Regions from separate parts of the Sus scrofa genome. Here regions 1 and 3 are each linked to region 2. A link is a contact called in public HiChIP or PLAC-seq data. All regions are on one chromosome and are shown on one strand. Each heading gives the region's core, a stretch centred on a gene start, on an enhancer-like site or on the middle of the called end of the contact. The rest is flanking DNA. Distances are from core to core; before and after follow the strand shown. Region 1 has its middle 9.5 kb from the start of RLF. Region 2 holds the start of ZMPSTE24 (CAAX prenyl protease 1 homolog). Region 3 overlaps RLF (zinc finger protein Rlf).

What was found. HiChIP or PLAC-seq counts read pairs in DNA pulled down with a chosen protein or histone mark.
Region 1: an H3K27ac HiChIP or PLAC-seq map of alveolar macrophages shows a contact between it and region 2. The contact joins the enhancer-like site here to the promoter of ZMPSTE24 in region 2. A contact is called at or near these places in 1 of 5 promoter capture datasets (liver), 1 of 47 Hi-C or Micro-C datasets (brain) and 2 of 2 datasets of contacts at active chromatin or transcription factors (alveolar macrophages and skeletal muscle).
Region 3: a contact with region 2 is called in an H3K27ac HiChIP or PLAC-seq map of alveolar macrophages. The contact joins the enhancer-like site here to the promoter of ZMPSTE24 in region 2. A contact is called at or near these places in 1 of 5 promoter capture datasets (liver), 5 of 47 Hi-C or Micro-C datasets (epiblast stem cells, heart right ventricle, liver and 1 more) and 1 of 2 datasets of contacts at active chromatin or transcription factors (alveolar macrophages).

The regions. Positions count from the first base shown.
Region 1 is chr6:95,888,741-95,892,413 of Sscrofa11.1, reverse strand. No RefSeq gene overlaps it. Among named protein-coding and RNA genes, the nearest start is that of RLF, 9.5 kb to the left of the region's middle. Within about 2 kb of position 2,398, at least 1 of the 83 cell types and tissues checked has an H3K27ac peak or open chromatin away from gene starts, as enhancers often do. A contact at or near this core is called in alveolar macrophages, where this site is marked.
Region 2 is chr6:96,005,840-96,009,636 of Sscrofa11.1, reverse strand. It overlaps ZMPSTE24 (CAAX prenyl protease 1 homolog), which reads right to left and starts at 1,330. Exons shown (of 10, transcript XM_021096012.1): 1 at 971-1,330. The coding sequence starts at 1,093.
Region 3 is chr6:95,912,908-95,916,551 of Sscrofa11.1, reverse strand. The region is part of intron 1 of RLF (zinc finger protein Rlf); the gene reads right to left. Among named protein-coding and RNA genes, the nearest start is that of RLF, 15 kb to the right of the region's middle. Within about 2 kb of position 1,296, at least 3 of the 83 cell types and tissues checked have an H3K27ac peak or open chromatin away from gene starts, as enhancers often do. A contact at or near this core is called in alveolar macrophages, where this site is marked.

The DNA of each region.
Region 1 (3,673 bases), core at 1,149-3,648, 120 kb after region 2:
GTCCTTTTTTTAGATTCCACATGCAAGCGATAGTATATGATATTGGTGTTTCACTGTCTGGCTAACCTCACTTAGCATGATGATTTCTAGGTCCATCCACGTTGCTGAAAATGCAGTTGTTTCTTTCCTTTTAATGGCTGAGTAGTATTCCATTGTGTATATGTACTACATCTTCTTTATACACTCCTCAGTTGATGGACATTTAAGTTGTTTCCATATCTTGGCTATTGTATAGAGTGCTGCAATGAACATTGGAGTACATGGATCTTTTCGAGTCATGGTTTTCTATGGATAGATGCCCAGGAGTGGGATTGTTATTTTGGATCAAATGGTAATTCTATTTTTAGTTTTTTGAGGAATCTCCATACTCTTTTCCACAGTGGTTGCACCGATTTACATTCCCACCAACAGTATAAGGGATTCCCTTTTCTCCACACCCTCTCCAGCATTTATTGTTTGTAGACTTTTTGATGTCTACAAAATTCAAAAATGTGATTTTTCACATTTCTTAGACACAGCCAAATAAAAAAATAGCTAACACTATTCCAACTCCAGAGAAACTCTCCTCCATGTCTTACTGTGTCCTCGAACTAAATGCACCAAATAGGGCTTCTGGCTATGGTGCAATGGGTTAATGATCCAGCTTGCCTCTGTGGAGGCACAGGTTCAATATCCGGCCCTGTGTGGTACGTTAAGTATCCATTGCAGCTGGGATTCAATCTCTGGCCCGGGAATGTCCACAATGCCAAAAGAGCAAAATAAATAAATAAATGCACCAAAGAAATGAAAAGCAGGGACTTAGATGTTTCACAGAAGTATTATTCATGATAACCAAAACATGGAAACAACCAATGGTCCATCAACAGATGACTGGGTAAAAATAATGTGTACACATACATAAAATGGAACATTTTTCAGCCTTAAAAATTTTTTTAAAAAGGCATATTACACATACTTGAGCCTTGAAGATGATATGCTTAGTCAAATAAGTAAATAAGAAAGAGGAATTCTCAGGGGTTCCCTTCATGGCTCAGTGGTTAATGAACCTGACTAGTAACCATGAGGATGCAGATTCCATCCCTGGCCTCGCTCAGCTCAGTGGGTCAGGGATCCGGTGTTGCCGTGAGCTGTGGTGTAGGTCGTAGATGAGGCTCAGATCTCACATTGCTGTGGCTGTGGGCTAGGCCCACAGCTGTGGCTCAGATCCAACCCCTAGCCTATGAACTTCCATATGCCAAGGATGCGGCCCTAAAAAGCAAAAACAAACAAACAAAAACAAAGAGGAGTTCTCATGGCTTAACGGTAACAAATCTGACAAGTATCCATGAGGATTTCGAGTTCAATCCCTGGCCTTGCTCAGAGGGTTAAGAATCCCACGTTTCAGTAAGCTGTGGTGTAGGCTGGCAGCCACAGCTCTGATTCGACCCCTAGCCTGGGAACGTCCATATGCCACCACTGCGGCCCTAAACCCTCCCCACCCGAAAAAGTAAATTACAAAGAGACAAATACTGTACAATTCCACCTATCTAAAGTACCCAAAGTAGTCTAAATTATAGACAGAAAGTAGAATGGTGGTTACCAGGAGCTGGGGGGAGGGGCAAATGGGAAGTAATTAGTATTTAATAGATATGAGTCTCAATTTGGGAAGATAGAAAAGTTCTGGAGGTGGATAGTGATGATGGTTACACAACAATGTGAATGCCCTTCATGCTACTCAACTCCGTACCTAAAAATGGCAAATAGTAGAATATATTTTTTTAGAACATTTTTTTTTTTTTTTTGGCCACACACACAGCATATGGATGTTCCTGGGGCAGGGATTGAATCCAATCTGCCAGAGCCACTGAGCCAAGCCGAGACCAGACCCAAGCCACTTCAGCCAGAGTCTTTGCTGTTGTTGTTGTTGTTGTGTTTTGCAGTCAGATTCTTAACCCACCATGCTGCGGCAAGAACTCCTAGAACAATATTTTAAAAATGAACAGTAATTGGAGTTCCTGTCGTGGCTCAGTGGTTAACAAATCTGACTAGGAACCTCAAGGTTGCGGGTTTGATCCCTGGCCTTGATCAGTGGGTTAAGGATCCGGCGTTGCCGTGAGCTGTGGTGTAGGTCACAGACGCAGCTCGGATCTGGCTTTGCTGTGGCTGTGGTGTAGGCCAGCGGCTACAGCTGCAATTAGACCCCTAGCCTGGGAACCTCCATATGCTCCGGGTTCAGCCCTAAACAGACAAAAAAAAAAAAAAAAAAAAAAAAAGAGAGAGAGAGAGAAAGAGAAAGAAAAAATAAAAGAACAGTAATTGCATTTAAGGCTTTGTGTTGTATCACTTGAAAGAATCAGGCACTGTTTTGAACTGCTGAGAGAATTTGAACAGCAGAAGCAGTTAGGTAAGAGGAAGCACAAATGAACTTGTGATACCCTTCCTCTCAGCATAAATACATCTTTGCATAACCGAGTATTGTTTCCCTGTAGCAGCGAAATGTTCCTTTTTTTTTAATTGCTGCTCTACATGTTCCAATTCACAGTTCAGAAACACCTGATGAATAAGCACAATGTCCCATGGTAGCTGAAGAAAATTTTGCAACATTAAACAATTCCTATAATACTTAAATTATATGAGTGTGTGTGTCTATATGTGACATGAGTGAAGAAAAAGACTGATCCTTTACATTTTCCATAGATGAGTAATAAATATTAGCCTTGGGAATAATTTTATTTGAATTAAGATATTTAATAAAGTTTTTGTTTTCTTTTTGGGTGCTCCATGACATATGGAGTTACCCGGCCATGGTTCAGATCTAGGCCACAGTGGGGACCTAAGCCTCAGTTGTGGCAGCACCAGATCTTTAACCCACTGTGCCTGGCTGGGGATCGAACCTGCGTTCCAGCACTCCCAAGACTCCACCAATCCCACTGCACTACAGCAGGAACATCAATACTTACTTTTTATTTTTTTATTTTTATTTTTATTTTTTTTGGTCTTTTTGTCTTTTTTGTTGTTGTTGTTGTTGCTATTTCTTGGGCCGCTCCCGCGGCATATGGAGGTTCTCAGGCTAGGGGTCGAATCGGAGCTGTAGCCACCGGCCTACGCCAGAGCCATAGCAACGCGGGATCCGAGCCGCGTCTGCAACCTACACCACAGCTCACGGCAACGCCGGATCGTTAACCCACTGAGCAAGGGCAGGGACCGAACCCGCAACCTCATGGTTCCTAGTCGGATTCGTTAACCACTGCGCCACGACGGGAACTCCAATACTTACTTTTTAAAACTAAATTTATATTTCTAGTATTACTATATAATTTTGATTTAAAATTTTCTTTTTGCTCTTTAGGGCCAAACCCATGGTCTATGGAAGTTCCCAGGCTAGGGGTCGAATTAGAGCTGTAGCTGCCAGCCAACACCACAGCCACAGCAGCTCAGGATCTGAGCCATGTCTGTAACCTACACTACAGCTCATGGCAATGCCAGATCCTTAACCTACTGAGCGAGGCCAGGGATCGAACCTGCATCCTCATGGATGCTAGTTGGGTTCTTAACCCATTGAGCCACAATGAGAATTCCCTGACTTTGCCATTCTTAAGATAGATAAGCTCCATGACTTGACTTTTGCACCTACTATTCCCTCTGAGAAACTCTTCCTTTTTTCATTTCATTCATGTTCAACTATCCCCTCAGA
Region 2 (3,797 bases), core at 81-2,580:
GTGACAGCATGGAACAACGTAGGTAAAGCAAACCAGCCAGTGAAAGACTGCAATAAAGTGGTTACTTAAAATCCATCTCATTTAAAAGTTCAGCTCTCGAAGTCCCCGTTGTGGCTCAGCAAGTTAAGAATCCAACATAGTGTCCCTGAAGATTCGGGTTCCATCCCTGGGCTCGCTCAGTGGGTTAAGGATCCAGTGTTGCCACAAGCTTTGGGTCTCGTATGTGGCTGTGGCATAGGCCTCAGCTGCTGCTTCAATTTTATTCCTGGCCCAGCAACTTCTATATGCCACAGGAGTGGCTGTAAAACCAAAAAAAAATTCAACTCTCTCATCCATCAAACTGTTTATTATATCTTGCCAAGGTACTGTTAAGTAACTTTCACTTTCTACTTTACTGTTTAAACTATTTGAACAAAAACAACAAAGATGCTTTTAAGAAAAACAAGAAAATATTGTTTTTGGAACAATAAGAATATACTTTTTTTTTTTTTTTTTTAAGGAAAGAGTCCTTGGAAGGACTGTGAATTTTTTATTTTCAGGAGTCCTATGGTTGATGTGAACATGACACAAAGGACAAGGAGAAGCTGTAATTCAAAAATTTTTGCATCTTCCTTGTGAAGACTTATGGGTTGCTGCCAAAAATAAAGGAGGTACGTCTAAGGCCAAGAATCCTAAGGAAGCTTTGGGCAGCTACAAGAGCTGAGGCCTGACAAGCCGGCAGCCCTGCCTTGCCTTTCATCAGGCCCTAACCTACCCGGATCCCATGACTACGTTGCGGGAAAAGGTCCTGAGGCACCAGATCCTCTCCAGGCCAACCCCGCCATTGGGCCAGGTTAGGAGGCTCAGTAGGGACCCAGAAGGTCGAAGCTGGTGCTGGGGTCGCAGCAATCATCCAGGTACTTGGGGTCGAGATTGAGGCTGGCCTAGAGCTGACCGGGTGTCGGGTCAGGTGGGCCCTGTCTAGGCTCACCTGCCGCTGTGCTAGGAAGGTCTCCCAAAGATACACTGTCCAGGAGAAGAGCAGCACAGCCCCGAAGATACGCTTCTCGGCGGGCATCTCCCACATAGCGTCCAGCGACGCCCACATCCCCATGGCCACCCGGCTCCGCCGGCTTCTTCAGCGTGCACTGGTGCCACACCGACTCCGGTCCCCTCAAAGCGTCCCCGCAGTGTCACAGCGATATTCGTCCCTTCCGAGCGCCCCTATACCGACACCCGGCCCATCCCACTCCCTTCGCTCAGCCTGCAGTGTTACATGAACACTCTTCCCCATGCTGACGCACCCTGGGGCCGCCCAGGGCCTGGAGGCAAGATAAGCCCCGCCTTTCTGACTTCCGGCCCCAGGAGGGCGGGCGCCCAGACGCGGAGTTCCGGCCTCTGCCCGCCCCTGCGCCCCCTGAGCTGCACCAACTTTCTTCCCGCTCCCGTCCACCTAGGGTCTATGCCGAGGGTTCCGGTTTCCCTCCAGGGCCCGACTGAGATGCTGAGCTCTCGACTTTCTAGCCTCCCGAGTTGCAATTACTTTTCTTCGTTCTAGGGCATGCCCTGCCTGGGTGCAGCCTGTGCCGTGCTTTCCGCGGCCGGGAACATCCCACTGGTATTAGAGGCTAAGCCAGAACGGACAGAGTGGGCCACGGATCCCGCCGTGAGGTAGCTGGGAAGAATCAGAGAAGAGCCGACTTCCCAGGCTCTAGAAATCATTCCTCTGAACTAGTGCTTCTCAGACTGTGGTCTGTACATCCATGGGATATCTTAAAAGACTAAAAGGATAGTTAAGAGCAGTACTAGACGTTATAAGTGCAGTATCTTGGCCTGTATTGGGCTGTTCTGAATTTGGGCATGTTGGTGGTAGTAATGAGAATTTTCCTTTAAAGATCTCAACTCTTCCGTCCCAAGCAAAGTCAGAGGCAGCATTTTGCCTAAGGGAGTGTGCTGTTGGGTAAAGCAAGGATAGCTAGGTTAGAAATACCTGAAGTGAAAGTGTTTTTCTAGAGACAAATTCCTATCAAGGCTCAGTGCCATGTTTGTCTTGGAATTCAGAAATGCAACATGCTCACAGTAATGCCTGTTAACACATTGATTTGACTTGAACGTTTTTCTGATTGAAGATAAGTCTGATTTAGTTAGGTGGTTTGACACAGAGACTGGTGTTAATTTGCATAATTATTATTTACAATAAATTGAGCTAAATCTGCAGCCGCAACTAAGAAATATTTAAAGTAATATTGTAATGCCAAAGATGTGTTGCAGTAAACAACTGCAACCAAATATCTCAAATTTCTCAACTCCTAAATACCTCTTAGTGAGAGTGCCCGGTGTAATTAAAAGTCGTTGGGAGTTCCTGCTGTGGCTCAGGGGATTAAGAACCCAACTAGTATCCATAAAGATGCAGTTTGATCCCTGGCCTTGCTCAGTGGGTTAAGGATCCCAAGTTGTTTCAAGCTACACATGGTCCCAGACCCGGCTTAGATCTGACTTTTCCCTGGCTGTGGTAGGCCAGCAGCTGTAGCTCTGATATGACCCCTAGCCTGGGAACTTCCATATGTGGCTGGTGTGACCCTAAAAAGCTAAAAAAAAAAACAGAGAAAAACAAACAAAAAAACCTTGGGAGTTCCCGTCATGGCTCAACAGAAGTGAATCTGACTAGAATCCATGAGGATGCAGGTTCTATCCCTGGCCTTGCTCAGTGGGTTAGGGATCCAACATTGCTGTGGCTCTGGCGTAGGCCGGCGGCTGCAGATCCGGTTGGACCTCTAGCCTGGGCACCTCCATATGCTGTGGGTGTGGACCTAAAAAGACCCCAAAAAAAAATTTTTTTTAAAAACCTTGATCTTTAATCAGAGTGAAATAATAAGCCGTTGAAAGGTTTTGAGCAGAAGAGTCACGTGATCTTTTTAGCTACCAGCTAGAGAATAAACTGAATGGAGACACAGATGGAAGCAGAGAGTCCAGTTTGAAGGCCATTTTGTGAATCCTAGTGAGAGATAATGGTGGCTTGCACTAGGGAAGTAGCACTGGAGGGAGAAGTAAATTATGGAAAGTAAATAGTAACTTGTCACCTTTTTCAGAAGGATAGTGTTAACAGATGGGACGGTCTATGTGGAAACTGAAGTGAGATCCTCAAAACAGGCTATTGTCAGGGTTTGCCAAAGAAGAGAGACTGAATTTGGTGGATAAGGCTTCTCCTCCCTAGGGTGGTGGACACTGGGGTAAGGTGTCCACCCCGCCTAGCCTGAATGATAAAATGGCTCTCAAGCCCTTTTCTTAGTTTGCCTTGATTCTCTGTGTGCGAAACATCCAAGATCTCTCAATTGATGCCCTAGACATAAATGCTTTGATTTCAAGAAAAGAATGACCCCCAGTAAGAATGAATACTTGGTATCGACCCCTTATAATTGTGGTGTGGGTCACACATCTTTTCTGGGGAACTGAGAGCCAGAAACACTGTGACCCCTCAATTTCTACCACACTGTGACCCCTCAGTTTCTACCACACTATCCTAAGAGAGCAGCCAACCTGTTTTACTTTTTGCATCTAGCTTGCCATATTCATTTTTTTTTTTTTTTTTTTTAGCTATGCCTGTGGCATGCAGAAATTCCCAGGCCAGGGATCAAATCCATGCCACAGCTATGATCTGAGCCACAGCAGTGACAATGCTGGATCCTTTAACCACTAGGCCACTAGGGAAATCCAAGCTCATTTTATTCTCTGTCTCCCGCCCAGACTACCAGCTCTATGTTACTCCCCTGTTAAAAACCCACAGTGGGGCATTCCCAACAGTATAGGATCAACTTTAA
Region 3 (3,644 bases), core at 47-2,546, 93 kb after region 2:
AATCCCTAGCCTGAGTGAGAACCTCCATATGCAGCAAGTGCAGCCCTAAAGAGCAAAAAAAAAAAAAAAGAGAGATAATTGTTACACAGCTTAGGTCACAACTACAGCTCAGAACTGATCTCTGGCCCTCAAACTTCCCTATGACACTGATGTAGCCATAAGAAACAGAAAATAATGACTGTTGGCGAAGATGCGGAGAATTTGGAATCCCTGTGCATTATTGGTGGGAATATAAAATGGTGCAGCCATTGTGCAAAATGTATGGTGGTTTCTCCAGAAATTAAACAGAATTACTGTATGATCCAGTAAGTCCACTTCTGGATACACACCCAAAAAAACTGAAAGCAGGGACTTAAAGAGCTATTTGTATCCATGATCAGAGCAGCATTATTTACAATAGGTGGAAGCAACCCAAGAATCCATTAAGGGATTGATGAACAAATTGTGGTATACAAACAAAATAGAATATTATTCAGCCTTAAAAAGCAAAGAAATTTGACACATGCTACAAACTCAATGAATCTTGAAGCTATATTATGCTAAGTGAAAAAAGCAAATCCCAAATAGATATATTTCCTGGAGTTACCGTCGTGGCTCAACAGATTACAAACCAAACTATCCATGAGGATGCAGGTTCGATCCCTGGCTTTGCTCAGTGGGTTAGGGATCCGGTGTTGCCATGAGCTGAGGTGTATGTAAATCACATACTTGGCTGGGATCTGACATTGTTATGGTTGTGGTGTAGGCCAGCAGCTGTAGCTCCAATTTGACCCTTAGCCTGGGAACCTCCATATGCCGCAGGTGCGGCCCTTTAAAGAAAAGGAAAAAAAAGAAGGGATAAATTCAAATATCCCCATTTCTATTTTATCAAGTCACTATTAAAGAGAGTGACGAGAATACTTCCTAAATCTGGAGATTTTAAAACTCAAGCTTTATCACACTGGAGAAAAGGACTACAATGCTGAAGCAGCTGTGTAATAGAGTGCAGTAACATGCCTTTTGGCTGTGGATTCAAACCTCTGCGCCCATCATTTGCCAGCTAACCTCTCTGAGTCTTGATTTTATTTAATCACTCAACTGAAATGACTGAGTACTCAGGTTTAGCACCAAACACTGTGCAATATAGCTTAAAAAAAATGTGGCAAACAATGTCTAACAAAGTTTACCATCTTAACCATTTTATAAGTGCAGTTCTGTGGCATTAAGTATATTTACACTGCTGGGCTATGATCACCAACATCCATCAACAGAACTCACTTCATCTTGCAAAACTGAAACTGAACCTATTAAACAATAACTCCCCATCCCCCCCTCCTTCCCTCCAGCCCTGGACAACCATCATTCTACTTCCTGTCTCTGTGCAATATAGCTTTCATAATGTATTTTCTGTTTGAAAAAGCAAAATCAGAGCGTGGTAATGGCATGAAGGTATACGAATAGATCAATGGAACAGAATAAAGTCCAGAAATAGACCTACATACATATGACTAATTGATTTTCAGCAAGGCACAAAAGCAATTTCTAAATTCAATGAGAGAGGAGTCTTTTCAACAAATGATGCTGGAACATTTAGACTTTTTTTTTTTTTCGTCTTTTTGCCTTTTCTAGGGCCGCACTCACAGCACATGGAGGTTCCCAGGCTAGGGGTCAAATCGGAGCTGTAGCCGCCAGCCTATGCCAGAGCCACAGAGCAACATGGGATGAGAGCCATGTCTGTGACCTACACCACAGCTCACAGCAACACCAGATCCTTAACCCACTGAGCAAGGCCAGGGATCGAACCCACAACCTCATGGTTCCTAGTTGGATTCGTTAACCACTGAGCCACAAGACAGGAACTCCGAAATGTTCATTTTTTTTTAACAAAAGAACTTCCACCTATCCCTCGCACAATATACAAAAATTAACTCCGAATAGATCATAGATTTAAATGTAAAACCTAAAACAATGACATCTCTAGAAGAGAATATAAAAAAACCTTTGTGCACTTGGGTTGGCCAGATTTCTCAGATATAACATGAAAAACATAATCAATAAGAGAACAAGTTGACAGGAGTTCCTGCTGTGGTGTAACAAGATCGGCAATGTCTTAGAAGTGCTGGGCCTCAGGTTGGATCATAGTGGGTTAAGGATCTGTTGCTGCGAGCTGCAGCGTAGGTTGAAGACAAAGCTTGGAGCTGACATGGCTGTGGCTGAGGCTGTGGTGTAGGCCAGCAGCTGCAGCTCTGATTTGACCCCTGGCATGAGAACTTCTATACGCTGCACCTGCGGCCCTAAAATAAAAAAAGTTGATAAATTGAACTTTATCAAAATTAAGAAGTTGTATTCTTCAAAAGACACTATTAAGAAAATAAAAAGACAAGCCACAGCCTAGGAGAATACATGCCAACAAGCTATGGCTTGGCTGCTCTTGTGCCCATCTAGTAATGTAGGACTTTTCTTTCCTGTTAATGTCTCACTCAGCTTTTCCTTGAAGTTCTTGATGTCTCTTTTGAGTACATCAACAGTTCTATCTAGTGTGTTACTGCCACCATGTTGTTCTGCCTCAGTTCATCTTTGTCATGATACGCTCCCTATAGGCTAGCGGAAGGCACTTCAGGCTTTCTCTGTGCCCACATCACCACAACAGAATCTGTGCCATAGCCAGGGTGTTCTCTCCAGAGATCCTAAGTGAACCAGAGGCAGAATGTATATAACCTAAAAGTGATACAGAAGCTCCCCGGTGGCCTAGCAGCTAAGGACCTGGCATTGTCACTGCTTTGACTCAGGTTACTGCTACGGCTCAAGTTTGATCCCTGGTCCAGGAATTTCCATACGCAGCAGGTGTGACCAAAAAAAAAAAAAAAAAAAAAAAAAAAAGTGATACATATCACCATCCCCAATCTGTCTACCCTTTGCCATTTAAGCCACAACATTTAAAAAAGGAAAAGAAGAATATATTTGATAAAGGGCTTGGGTCCAGAAACACATACACACCTCTCTCAAAAATCATCAATGAGAAGACAAACAATCCAAGTTTTTTAAACCGGCAAGAGCTGAAAAAAGATACTTCCCCAAAGAAGATATACAGTTGGTAAATAAGCACATGAAAAGATACTCAGCATAATAAGTCATTAGGGAAATGCAAATGAGAAACACAATGAGCTGCTACTAATTTTAGAATGGCTAAAATTTTTTAAACTGGCCAGACCAAGTGTTGATCAGGAGGCAGAAAACTAGAACTCTCATACATTGTTGGTAAGAAGGTAAAATGATACAACTACTCTAAAAAACCTGACATGTGACCCAGCCATTCTACCTAGATAGTCACACAAAGACTTTAAAACATGGATGTTCAGAGCAGCTTTGTTTTTACTAGCCAAAACTGGAAACAAGCCAAATCTACCAACAGGTGAATGAACAAACAAAACATGATAAAGCTATACAATAAATACTCAGCAATAAAAGGAACTAATTATTAAAATATACAACAGCATAAAAGAATTTCAAAATAATTTTATTGGGTAAAAGAAACTAAAATGAGGAGTTCCCATTGTAGCTCAGCGGTAAATAAACTCAACTGGTATCCATGAGGACACGAGTTGAATCCCTGGCCTCCCTCAGTGGGTTAAGGATCTGGTGTTGCCATGAGCTGTTCTGTAGGT